Regions from separate parts of the Mus musculus genome. Here all the other regions are linked to region 3. Evidence: chromatin contacts called from public HiChIP or PLAC-seq and promoter capture Hi-C data. All regions are on one chromosome and are shown on one strand. The core of a region is the stretch at or near the end of the contact, and the rest is flanking DNA. Distances in the headings are between cores, read along the strand shown. Region 1 holds the start of Als2cl (ALS2 C-terminal like). Region 2 holds the start of Prss45 (protease, serine 45). Region 3 holds the start of Trank1 (tetratricopeptide repeat and ankyrin repeat containing 1). Region 4 holds the start of Tdgf1 (teratocarcinoma-derived growth factor 1).

Evidence for each region. Promoter capture Hi-C pulls out the DNA fragments that hold promoters and counts their contacts. HiChIP or PLAC-seq counts read pairs in DNA pulled down with a chosen protein or histone mark.
Region 1: a contact with region 3 is called in a promoter capture Hi-C map of embryonic stem cells, with 7 times the contacts expected there. The contact joins the promoter of Als2cl here to the promoter of Trank1 in region 3. A contact is called at or near these places in 2 of 39 promoter capture datasets (both in embryonic stem cells), 2 of 484 Hi-C or Micro-C datasets (both in embryonic stem cells), 1 of 115 datasets of contacts at active chromatin or transcription factors (embryonic stem cells) and 1 of 9 other capture datasets (embryonic stem cells).
Region 2: a contact with region 3 is called in a promoter capture Hi-C map of stem cell-derived epiblast-like cells, with 3 times the contacts expected there. The contact joins the promoter of Prss45 here to the promoter of Trank1 in region 3.
Region 4: a contact with region 3 is called in an H3K4me3 HiChIP or PLAC-seq map of embryonic stem cells, with 2.9 times the contacts expected there. The contact joins the promoter of Tdgf1 here to the promoter of Trank1 in region 3. A contact is called at or near these places in 3 of 39 promoter capture datasets (the C10 cell line, cranial neural crest and embryonic stem cells), 3 of 484 Hi-C or Micro-C datasets (all in embryonic stem cells) and 6 of 115 datasets of contacts at active chromatin or transcription factors (embryonic stem cells and epiblast stem cells).

Annotation. Positions count from the first base shown.
Region 1 is chr9:110,878,772-110,881,471 of GRCm38.p6, reverse strand. Als2cl (ALS2 C-terminal like) reads right to left here and starts at 1,298. Exons shown (of 27, transcript NM_001146059.1): 1 at 1,243-1,298. It overlaps Tmie (transmembrane inner ear), which reads left to right and starts at 1,399. Exons shown (of 6, transcript NM_146260.3): 1 at 1,399-2,202.
Region 2 is chr9:110,833,252-110,835,987 of GRCm38.p6, reverse strand. It overlaps Prss45 (protease, serine 45), which reads right to left and starts at 1,400. Exons shown (of 6, transcript NM_153172.1): 1 at 1,249-1,400. The coding sequence starts at 1,354.
Region 3 is chr9:111,310,317-111,313,083 of GRCm38.p6, reverse strand. Trank1 (tetratricopeptide repeat and ankyrin repeat containing 1) reads right to left here and starts at 1,345. Exons shown (of 22, transcript NM_001164659.1): 1 at 833-1,345. The coding sequence starts at 1,242.
Region 4 is chr9:110,944,777-110,947,476 of GRCm38.p6, reverse strand. Tdgf1 (teratocarcinoma-derived growth factor 1) reads left to right here and starts at 1,319. Exons shown (of 6, transcript NM_011562.2): 1 at 1,319-1,653. The coding sequence starts at 1,634.

The DNA.
Region 1 (2,700 bases), core at 49-2,548, 430 kb after region 3:
AGTCTGATATAGAAGTCTCCCAGCTAGGAGCTAGAAGCGGTGTCGTGAGTAAAAGGCCAGACACGAGTGTTTGAGAGTATGAGCCAGCAAGAATATTCTCTCTAGCCCTGGGCCCAGCACCCATCCCATAGCCCTCTGGTCAACAACACGGCTTCCTCATACTCTCCCTCCTGCCAACTCTGGGGTCCTGAGTGGCAGGCTGTGCAAACGGTGAATTTGAGGCATGGAAAGTCCAGGAGGGTGTAGAGATACTATCTGTAGATCAGGTGCAGAGCTCAGACCCAGGCCCCTCACTCCCAGCCCTAACAGGCTCACGAGAACTAAGTGGCTCAGAGGTGCTGGGTGACTCACTGAGGTACACCCAGCATTCCTAGTAGGGCCCAGCCTCCCTTCTCACCCCGGGTAGACTTGGTTCAAAAGCTGCAGGGTGAGGCCAAAAAAGTTAAGCTGGGTGCACAGGTGACTCAGCTATTGTCCTTGTGGCCATCTAAACAGTAGCTAGACCTTTCCCTTGCATTCTTGGCCTCTGTCCACACCAGATCGCTCCCAAGCAGGGTCACTGGGGCCTTCCCTGCCCTCACCCAGTTCTGGCCCCTCAGGCCCCTTAAGCCGCACCCTAGCATGGCACTCACTCTGGTATTTCCTGATCTGGAGTGGCATGGACCTTATTTCTGCTTTTCCTGGACTATGCTAGAGGCCCATTAATCAACCTACATGCCCGGTGGGCAGTGGAGAAAGTGCTCCAGGCAAGTGCACAAAACTGTCACACGGGCCCTCCAGTCTTCAGCCCCTTCTCTGCCTCTCTTGCCCTACATGCCTCCCAGTCTCCGCATTAGCTTTTCCCGACTGCATTAGTCAGTTCCAAACTACTCTGCTCCAACATTCGGACATCCGTCTAGGCTCCTCCCAGGCAGGCAACACCACCTTTTCGGCTTCTCTGTCAGCCCTTCCGCCCTGACCAGCCAGGTCACCTGCTCCTGGCAGCCTCTCTCCCTCTGGGTGATAAACTCGCACCTGGGTTCTGGCCTGGACGCAGGGCACGGTGCTCGCGCTCCGCACTGCTGCTAGGGGTTGGACCCCGCGCTGCGTTTAAACCGGAGCCGGGCGGCCACGGGACCGGGAGGAGGAAGCTGAGACCGAAGATGGAGGGCTCGTGACCATGGCAGCGGGAGGAGGAGAGAGCCCCCACCCGCAGCTGAGCTCGTGGGGCAGCGGACCCCGCCCACCGACGCGCGCTCTTACCTGCGCTTTGCGCCGCGGTGCCCCGAGTGGCCGCGCAGCTCCGCGCCGGGCCGCCCTTCCTCTCCGCGCCCCGCCCCGAGGTGTTGTTCGCGCGGGGGCGTCTCCGAGGAGGCGGGGCTCGGCCTCGGAATGTCCCCAAGCCAACAACTCTCTCCCAGAGCCTCTCCCGCCAGACTGCGAAAGCTCCCCTTCGGTCGGTCCGCGAGCTCCCCAGGATCGCACCCTGGCTGTCTTTCGCCTTTTACCTCCCTCTCCAGATCCGAGGACGGCAGGCAGTGCCTGGGGCCACCCCGATTTCCTTACCCACCAACTCTGCCCAGGCTGTAGCTCTGAAATCTTGCCGACCCCCTTTGGGTCACTGGGCACCCCCCCCCCCTCACCCTCACACACCCGCGAAGGAGCCCTGGGTAGATTCGGGAAACTTGTTGCTTAGAGCAGTTGGCCATGATGATCCGAAGACCCTGAACTGGGCATGCTTTGGTAGCAGCTACTGCTGTGTGTAACCTTGAAGGAGGCCCCCTGCATTCATTCCGGGTACAGCCTGAAGCTGGCCAGTTTCCTGTGCCAAAGCCTTCGACCTTGGAAAGAGCAGCGCAGTTCCAAACCAAAGTCTTGGAAGGAGGAGGGACCATGGTTCAAACCTGTAACAAAGAGGCCTGCTGTCCAGCTGCCGGGCTCCCTTTTGGCCAGCAAGCAAGTCACCCCTCCACCTGCAGTGGCACCCGGCCTCTAGGAGCTGCTGACTAGCCTGGCTGAGTTGCTTCTAAGCCTTCCAAGCCTGAGTACAGAGAGAAGCCTGGGGAGGAGACAGCTGTGAAAGAGCAAGGATAGTCCACCTGCCCCCTACCCAAGTTTTGGACAGCCTCCATGCATTCTGCCAGAGAGAAAAGAGACTTCTAAGAGTTTCTCAGAAGGGGCCTGCCAACTTCAGCATCCCTGGCTCCCTTGGGGTGCTTTCTGGTGAGCATTTAAGTTCTGCCAATCTGCCCTACAGTGGCAGGCTCCAAGTTTGTTGCCCAAGAACCCTACCGCGGTTGCTGCTCTTGTTCACTTCCCTGCTCCAATCTTGGTCTCTCCATCGTCAAGAACCCTCCCGAGCCTCTTCTTCCCTCTCCACTCGGCCAAAACATCTCCTTCCTTCCAGCCTTTTCTTTCTTTCTTGTAAATACTTTTTTAAAAGATAAATGTATTACAGGTTCTTTTTTTTTTTTTTCATGTATGATGTGTATGTATATCCATGCAGGAGTGTGTGAGTGTGTGAGTGTGTGTGTGTGTGTGTGTGTGTGTGATGTTTGGCTGTGTCTCCTCTGGTGCTTTTTTTTTTTTTTGAGACAGCCTCTCATAGGCCTTCACCTAACCACATAGACTAGACTGAGTGCCCAGTGAGTACCTGACTGTCCCTGCCTCCCTGTAATGGGATTACAATTGTCTGCCACCACACCTTGCTTTTTCACATGG
Region 2 (2,736 bases), core at 151-2,650, 480 kb after region 3:
AGCGCCTATCTGGAGACTCATGTTGCCCAGTCCACCATGTGAGATGGGGCAGGGCCTGGGCCAGAGGCATCAGGTGAATCCAGAAGATGTGGCCGGTGGAAGAGACGGCTGAGAGGAGAGAATACCGGGAAATGTCTCAAAGAGGAGAAAAACAAAATAAATATTGATTTAAAAAAATCTCTCCAGGAAGAAACACAATAGTATATTCCAGAGACTCTGGACGAGACACCCGACATCTGTGGTGGAGGAGAAAGATAATGTGTGGAGATGATCGGCTCGGTTTCCCCGAGGTCACTGGTCATCCAGGGAACAAAGAGGGAAGAGGCAAGGGACCAAATAGCACCTTTCAGAAACAGCCTTACATCAGAGATGAGGCTGGGTGGCCTGATATGGGTACTGAGGAGGTGTGTGTGTGTGTGTGTGTGTGTGTGTGTGTGTGTGTGATCCCAGCACTAAGGAGGTGGAGACAGGAGTTTCAGGACATCAAGGCTACCCTAGGGCTCATGAGACCTTAACCCCAACCCCCACGAATGAAAGAAGAAAAATGGGGGAGAGGCTGAGGGAGAAGCCACAGGAAATTAAAAAAAAAAAAAAAAAAAAAAAAAGGATAGAGATGTAAAACAAACAAACAAAACCAGGAACAGTAATGGGAAGAACACAGCAGGAATGGGCTGAGGATTACATGGGAAATAAATAAAGTGCTAATGACTCTTGGGGAAGGCTGGCCCTGAGAGGGAGGGCACATATTGGGATGGTGGTGGAGCAGGACCGATGTAAGCCCCGCCTCTCAGTATGGGTCGGACCCTGCTCCAGCCCCACCCCACTCAGGAAACACTCTCCCTTTGGCAGTCAGATTTGGAGGGATGTCTGGGGGCTGTGGGGCAGAGGAGTCTGCGAAGACAGCACTCAAGGGCTTGGACTCTGCTAGCGATGGGGGAAAAAAAAACCCAACGTTTAGAACATCATCCTTTTGAGAGGATGGACACACGGAAAGCGGGAGGCGCCTGTGCGTGAAGGGAGGCCAGGGATGCTCCGAGCATCTCCGAGCCTGTTGTCTCCAGGAGGCTACAGCACGACACAGCAGTGGCCTGAGGAACCTAGGAGTGGCAGAAGAGAGGCGACAGCGAGGTGGGGATGGCACACAGAAGTTTCAGGTGGCGGAAAGGAAAGGAATAGCCAACCTGAGCAAGACTGGAGGGGAGAGGACACAGAAAGAAAGGACAATGGAGAAGGAGGTGCCTGCCTGACCTAAGTTTGGCCGCGGAGGCAGCAACAGTAGCGCCGCAAAGCAGATTAGGATCCAGCGCCTCAAGGATCCAGGCCCAGCGTCCAGGCCGCGCAATGACGTAGCCATACATGAATATTGTCCCTAAGGGCAGCAGAGATAGCTGCGGCGTGCTGTCACGTGCCCACATCCCAGTACGCGATGGCGTCTTCGACACATGACTGACCTGGCGCCAAGAGCCTGACCGTGCCTCTTCAGGTCCTTTGAGTTCTGGCATCTGGACCCACTCTCGTCCTTAATATGACTTCAGATCCCTTGACTGGGACTGGGTCTTAGATTCCAGATCTATGACAGCACCCCTAGTGCTCTAAGATCCTGGCGGTGCATCTGGAGCCTAACTGGTCAAAGATCCCTGGGCTGGGATTGGCATCTTGATGCCCATCCAGCCTCAGGGTATACCTTGTTCTCAGCCTGTTGCACAAGGAGTTTCACGGTCACTATTAACAAGGACCGGGAAAGCCCAAGAAAGCAAATAACAATATGGTTAGGAAAAACGGTTTTGAGAACGTAATAGCTGAACTGGATCTAAGACTAAATCAAGATAGGAGCAGGGTGCTGAATAAAGAAGGCAGCTGTCCTCTTCCAAGGACCAGCAATATGACAGGATGTTACCACTGACAAATACTGGCTAGTTTTTGTTGTTGTTGTTGGTTTTGTTTGTTTCTTTTTGTTTTGTTTTGTTGCCTGGCTTTGGGCATAAAGAGAGCTTGTCACAAAAGGATGATCTTTGTGGATTTACTGAGCCTAGCAGAGACTGGGAAGCGATCATCAAAATTCCTCTGTTTCCTTTGTTTATTCCAGGTGTCCAACAGAGCTCTGGGGACCCCATCACCCAGCCTGTTCGTTTACATTTTATTTTTATGTGTATGAGTATTTTATCTGTATGACTGTCTGTGCACCACAGTATGTGCCTGATGCCCACAGAAGCCAGAAGGCGGCATCAGATCCAATAGAGTTGGAGTTAGAAGCCACCATGTGGGTTTGTGTGAATCAAATGTGGGCCCTGTAGAAGATCTTAATCCCTGAGCCAACTCTCCAGGCCCCCAGCCTGGCGTTTAAATGAATCTGAATAAGTAAACGGTGCCAATCGCATATCGAGGCAAGCAAGAGAAGGTTGCCTTCTGCCGCTGTGTGGTTCCCAACGTTAGGCCTCCTCCATACAGCTGGACCAGCAACGCCTGGGAACTTGCTAGAAATCTTCATCCTCAGGCCCTGGCCAAGACTTCCAGAGTTGAAGTTGAAAACTCCCTTAGTGAGACCAATGATATGGATTTGTTTGTTTGTTTGTTTGTTTGTTTAATTTTTTATGACAGGGTCTATGGTGGTTTGAATAGATTTGCCTCCCCCCTCACCCCCATAGATTCAGGTGTTTCAATGTTTGACCATGGAGAGTGGCACTTAGGAGGTGTGGCCTTGTTGGAGGAAATGCATCACTGTGTGGGCGGGCTTTG
Region 3 (2,767 bases), core at 96-2,595:
AACACTGGGTAGCTGGGGATAAATCCGGGTGTAAGGGACCGCAGAGCCTCTGGCTTTCCACTCATCCTCTCTAGCTAAAGATGCAGTGATTGCGACAGTGCTAACTGAGCTGAAGCGGGTCCCCAGGCTGCAGAGCTCACGGACTCCCTTGCCCTCCTTTCTAAATTTTGCTTTTTCTTTTTTTCCAAGTTGCACATCTCCCTAAGAACTATCCCCAGGCAGCCTCTCTCTTGCCTGCCTCGGTGAAACGCCCCCAGCAGAGAGCAGAGTCCCCCCCAGCGGGGCCCGCGAGCCCTCCGCGGCGGGTTACAAGTGCGCAGAGCCCGCGAGTGCAAGAGTGCGGGGGTTGGGGGCCCGAGGACGAACCGGGCTGAGCCGGGCCGAGCAGCAGGCTGAACCCGCGCTCCTGAGCAAACCGCCCCGCGACTCGGGTCGGCGGCGGAGGGTGGGCCGCGGAGGCCGCAGGGATGGAGGACCGAGGCCTCCCCCTCCAGGGGGCAGCCCGCGCCCCGCGCTCCCCGCCGATGCCGCGCCGTCATCCCCGCGCGGCTCCGCACACCTCGAGCCAAGCTGTGCGGCGAGGCGCGTCCGCCGCGGTGTGGCCCGGAGGCCCCTCCGGGGGGTGGGGGAGGATGGGGGTGGGGGTCCCCGCAGGGAAAGCTCCGCCGGGCACCGCTGCCCGCCCGGGCCGTGTCGCCCCGCGCGCCTTCCCGCGCCAGGCCGCGGTCGAGGGAGGGAGAAGGGGGGAGGGCAGACAACCCCGCGGGGCCTCGGGGACTCGGGGCCCGCAAAGCCCCAGACGCCCCCCCCCCAACCCCCGCCAGCTACGCACCTTGCCGCGCGCGGGTCCCACATGGCCGGGACTCGCCGCCGCCGCCTCGGGATGCGCGCAGGTGACACCGAGGCCCCGCGTTCCGAGGCCGGGGCCAGGCGGAAAGCTGCTTCCCGCGGCTCGTGCGGGACCGGCTGCGGGAGCGCCGCGCAGGCCGAGTCCGTGCTCCCACGCGGCTGCGGGGGCCCGAGAGCCGTCACGTATCGCCTCGCGGCGGGAGACGAAGGTGTCGCCTTTGCTCCGAGGAGAGTGTCGCGTCCCGCACCGCCGCGCGGGAGAGGCCCGCGGCGTGGCGGCCCGGCCTCCGGGGCCGAAAGCTTCGCGCCGGGCGCGCGGGACCGCGGCGTGGGGCCCCGTCTCGAGCTGCGTCTCCTCGGAGGCCAGCGGCGGCCCGCGGTCGTGGAAGCCATGGCTCGGCGAGCTCGCGGCGGCGCGCTCCCCTCGGGTCGTCCCCTCAGACGCCGACGTCGCACTCACCGCGCGCCCGACGCGCCGTTCCTGGAGGTCGGGAGCAGACCGGGCAGCGAAGCTCCGAGCAGCGCGACGCTCGTCGCCTCCGTCATTTGCCGAGTTCCTGTCACGCGGGCGGGAACCGTCCAGGCGCCTGGCAGAAGGGCCGCGAAGTCGTGAGGGTGAGGCGAGGTGGCTCCGAAGCTCTCCTGAGCCGGGATGCGTGCTCGCCCCCCGCCGGGTGGTCCTCGCGACTGAGGGGACAGGAGTCACGTTCCCACCCTCCAGGGGCCCGGGACCCAATCAGAGGGCGCGGCCGCTGGCACGCTGCCTCCTGGTGGCTCATGGGCCTCCTGGGCCAGAGCCCAGGGCGCGTCGAACAGCGGAAGACAGGAGCCGGCCGGGGGAGGCGGAGGGACGAGGCCAGGAACACCGCGGTCCTTCCCAGCTCCTCCAGGGGAGTCGGAACCAGTCAGCCCTGACCAGCAGCCTCCTTCTGGCCTTCTCTCAATTCGACCCCCATGCCACCACACACGCACTCACGCACACACACAAATGTGAGGCGCCATTCCCCCTCAAAACCCTTGGGTGGCACCCCACTGCCTAGGGCTGAGCCTTTAGGCTCCTCAGTGTTAGCCTAGGGTCCCGGACACAGTGCTCCCACAAACGCTTGAACTCCAGTCATACCCCCACCCTGGTGGGATTTTTAAAACGCTGGTGGATGCCTTTGCTTCTGATTTCTTATGGCATATATCTCCAGGGTGCAATTTTTAAAGCTTTCCAAGACATTGTATCAAGTAGTAGAATTTGAAAGGCTTGCTGTCATGAGACATTGCTAGACCTTTCATTTTAAAGAGATTTTATAAAACCTTCTCAGCTCTAACATGTTTGGTACACCACCAGCAACAGCACCACCACCACCACCACAGCCTCATCATTTCCACTTCCAAAAGGCCTAGTGGGTTTCCTACGTCAGAGTAAGGCTAGTGGGTTTCTTATGTCAGAATAAGGCAAGAGATTGTGGAGGCAGTACAAGAATAAAATGTGCATCTGTGCTTTTCTGTCCATTTCCATAGCATTGACCTCTAATGTGGACTATACTCTTCAAAATCATCACATAAGTAGATCTTGCTTTTCAAAATCACTTCAACTATTATCAAAATGAGGTGTTGGTGCTGTTAAAAAAAAAAAAAAGCAATCCCCTGCTGCCCTCCTATCTAACAACCCTTTGAGTCTTTCCATGCTTATTTAATTGCTCTGTTCATGTCTGTAAACGTGTTTGGTTGCTACTTGGAATACTTCTTCCCAGTTTCATACACTATCCCTATCTGGTAAATACTTTGAGGCTGCGTACCAAAAGACCTTTATATTTGGTATTCTAGTTTATCTGGGTATAAAATTCAGGCTCAGAAATCATTCACTCCAGTGACTTGTAGCTTTGAGAATTGTTGAAACTGCTAGAAACATTCTGTTATTGACCTCTTT
Region 4 (2,700 bases), core at 70-2,569, 370 kb after region 3:
ACCAATTGCCCCTCACCCCCTAGGGTTTCAGGAACTGGAAAAGTGGCTGGAAACTCAGAGTGACAGGGGATGGGGGTGGGGGGGAGTAGAGAGACTGGGCGTGTACAGAATTCCCAGGCCTGTCGGGGTCTTCACTCTCGACTAAAACGGAAGTAAATCACCATAGAAGCCAGGGGCGAAGGTGAGGGAGGGTTTTGTGTTTTGTCATTTTGATCTTGGGTCTTAGCTGTGCTTGGTGATACGTGCTTGTAATCTCGGAATTTGGTGAAACGGCAGCACAAAGGTCGCCGAGTTTCACGCCAGCCTGATCTTGAGACCCTCAAAAGAAAGCAAGGAAGAAAGGAAAAGTGGTCTTGCCCTGTAAGCGCCGGCTGGCTTTAAACTCACTGAAGGCCAGGCTGACCTCTAACTCACTTCAATCCTCCGATCTCCACCTCCCCAAGTCCTAGAACTACGGGCCTTTGCCACCAGGTCCAGCTTTTGTGATCTATATAATAATGTGAGATATATATCAAAATGTATCACTCAGGGATGTGTTTCTCAGCGGGCTCAGCCACAGACGAGCACCTAGCAACAGAGAGGTACAACCCCACTCGCAAGTCAAGGCCCTCCCCATCCGCCCACAAGAAACCGAAGCCAGTAACCCGCAGCTTAGCACTGAGTTGAGGACCCGGAAGAATCAAGTGACTTCCAATAGTGCTTGTGAGGCCACTGATTTTTAAGCTTCAGGCAGCCGCTCGCCCCAGCGCCCACCCGCAGGCTCTGGGCCAGGGCTTGCAATTCAGACGCTGCAGGCAAAACCTCTAGCCCAAACCCAGACTCAAATCCCTCCCGACATTGACCTTCCCCCACACCCAAACAAGTCCTCGCCAGCCGTCAGCGCATCTTCAAGGCCTCCAGCACCCGGCTCTACTGGGAGTAACGACGAACGCAAATGCAGAGTTAAAATTTGGCAGTTACCCTGGAGGTGGTGGAGCACGCCTTTAATCCCTTAGGGGCAGGCAGAAGATCTCTTGGGTTCGAGGCCAGCCTGGTCTACCTAGGGAAACTATTCTTGAAAAACAAACAAAACAACAAATTTTGATAATGAAGTTTCAAATGCCTGTATGGTGTTTAGACTTTCCTAATTACTTTCGTGTTTGAACACCTTGGTAGAATAACTAAACTCTTCAACTCCCTTTACCTATAGAAAATTTACATATAACCAGACTATAGAGAATTTACATAAAAACCAAACTAGTTCACTTCCCTCGGAGCTTCCTGGCCTAGTAATGGGCGTGGGGCCCCGTAATGGGCGTGGGGCCCCGTCTCCCCGCCCACCTGAGGGTCCTACTCAACACCTTAAGTTTCTTTTAAGGGAGGTATATTCCTCCGAAGTCCTCAATCACAAACCGTTTATAGGAAGAAGAGGCCCCATCCCCTGCCGGTCTACACGGAGATCTTGGCTGCTAACTTCCCACAGACTCTCCAGGACGGGGGCCTCTCTCATTTGGCATATCTTTCTTTTTAATCTACTGTTTTCATTTTGTGAAATTAGCCTTTGGGTGTTTCGAGAATGGCTTTATGAACTAAAGCCATCTGCTAATATTGTGTTTCTTGTCTTTTCCTCCAACGTTTTTACGAGCCGTCGAAGATGGGGTACTTCTCATCCAGGTATGAGCTAACCTTGACTTTTTGGTTGCTGGAGATAGCCACTTCGGAAAATCACGTTCTATGACGCTCTGATTTTTGTCTTGCTTGAACCTTGTCAGTAACATTGCTGCTTTTCCTGAAGAACCTGGAACTTTATAGTTAGATACTGCTTTGCCATCGGCTTCTTAAAATGTCAATTTTTTATATTGCCTTTGTGTGTGTGTGTGTGTGTGTGTGTGTGTGTGCGCGCGCGCGCGCGGGCACTCGCTCGCATATACTCGAGTGGAGGTTAGACGATGACTCACTGGAGTCCGATCGATCATTTGGGTTCTGGGCATCCGACTCAGGTTGTAAAGCACCCTCTGGGCTCGTCCCATCAGTCATGTCGGTGACTGCCAGAGAAATAATGCTTTCCTTCTCTTGCATACATAATATTAATCTTACAGCCTAATCAAGACTGCCTCTACACGTTAATGGGAGAGATAAATTCAATACTTAGAAACATTAGGAATAACAAACCAATTGAACTTGGAACCATTTCAAGTGACAGGACAAGTTTTTTTTCCCCGTGGAGCCGGGCGTCGGACCAGCGCTTGCGTGTGGTTGGCAAGTCTTCTCCAACCCATACAGCCATTTAAGAATTTATATATGCAAAAAAAGAATTTATATATGCAAACAATGCACCGTGGAAAAATATGCCGCTTATGCAGAATAGAATGTTTTAGCTTTTTAATTTTATAACTTTAAAATTGTGTGTGTAAGGGTGGGGCCTAAGGAATATTCATGATGAAATATTGGATGCTGGGGACTTGTTTTAAACAGTTAATTCAAAACACAGCCCTTGTTCCGAAGAGTAAGAGTTTATTCCGAGCGTGGCCGTGGCTTGGGAACAAGGATTCATATTGCCCTAAATGAACATGGAAGAGCTTATATGAGCTCCTTGGTAGTCACAGAACAAAAGAAAGTATAAATGTGACTTGTAGACGTTAACTGTGTACGTGTAAATGATGCAAACATTAGCTGTATCAGTGAAGACATCGGGTAGGGCTCCAGCCTCAGTTTTTTCTG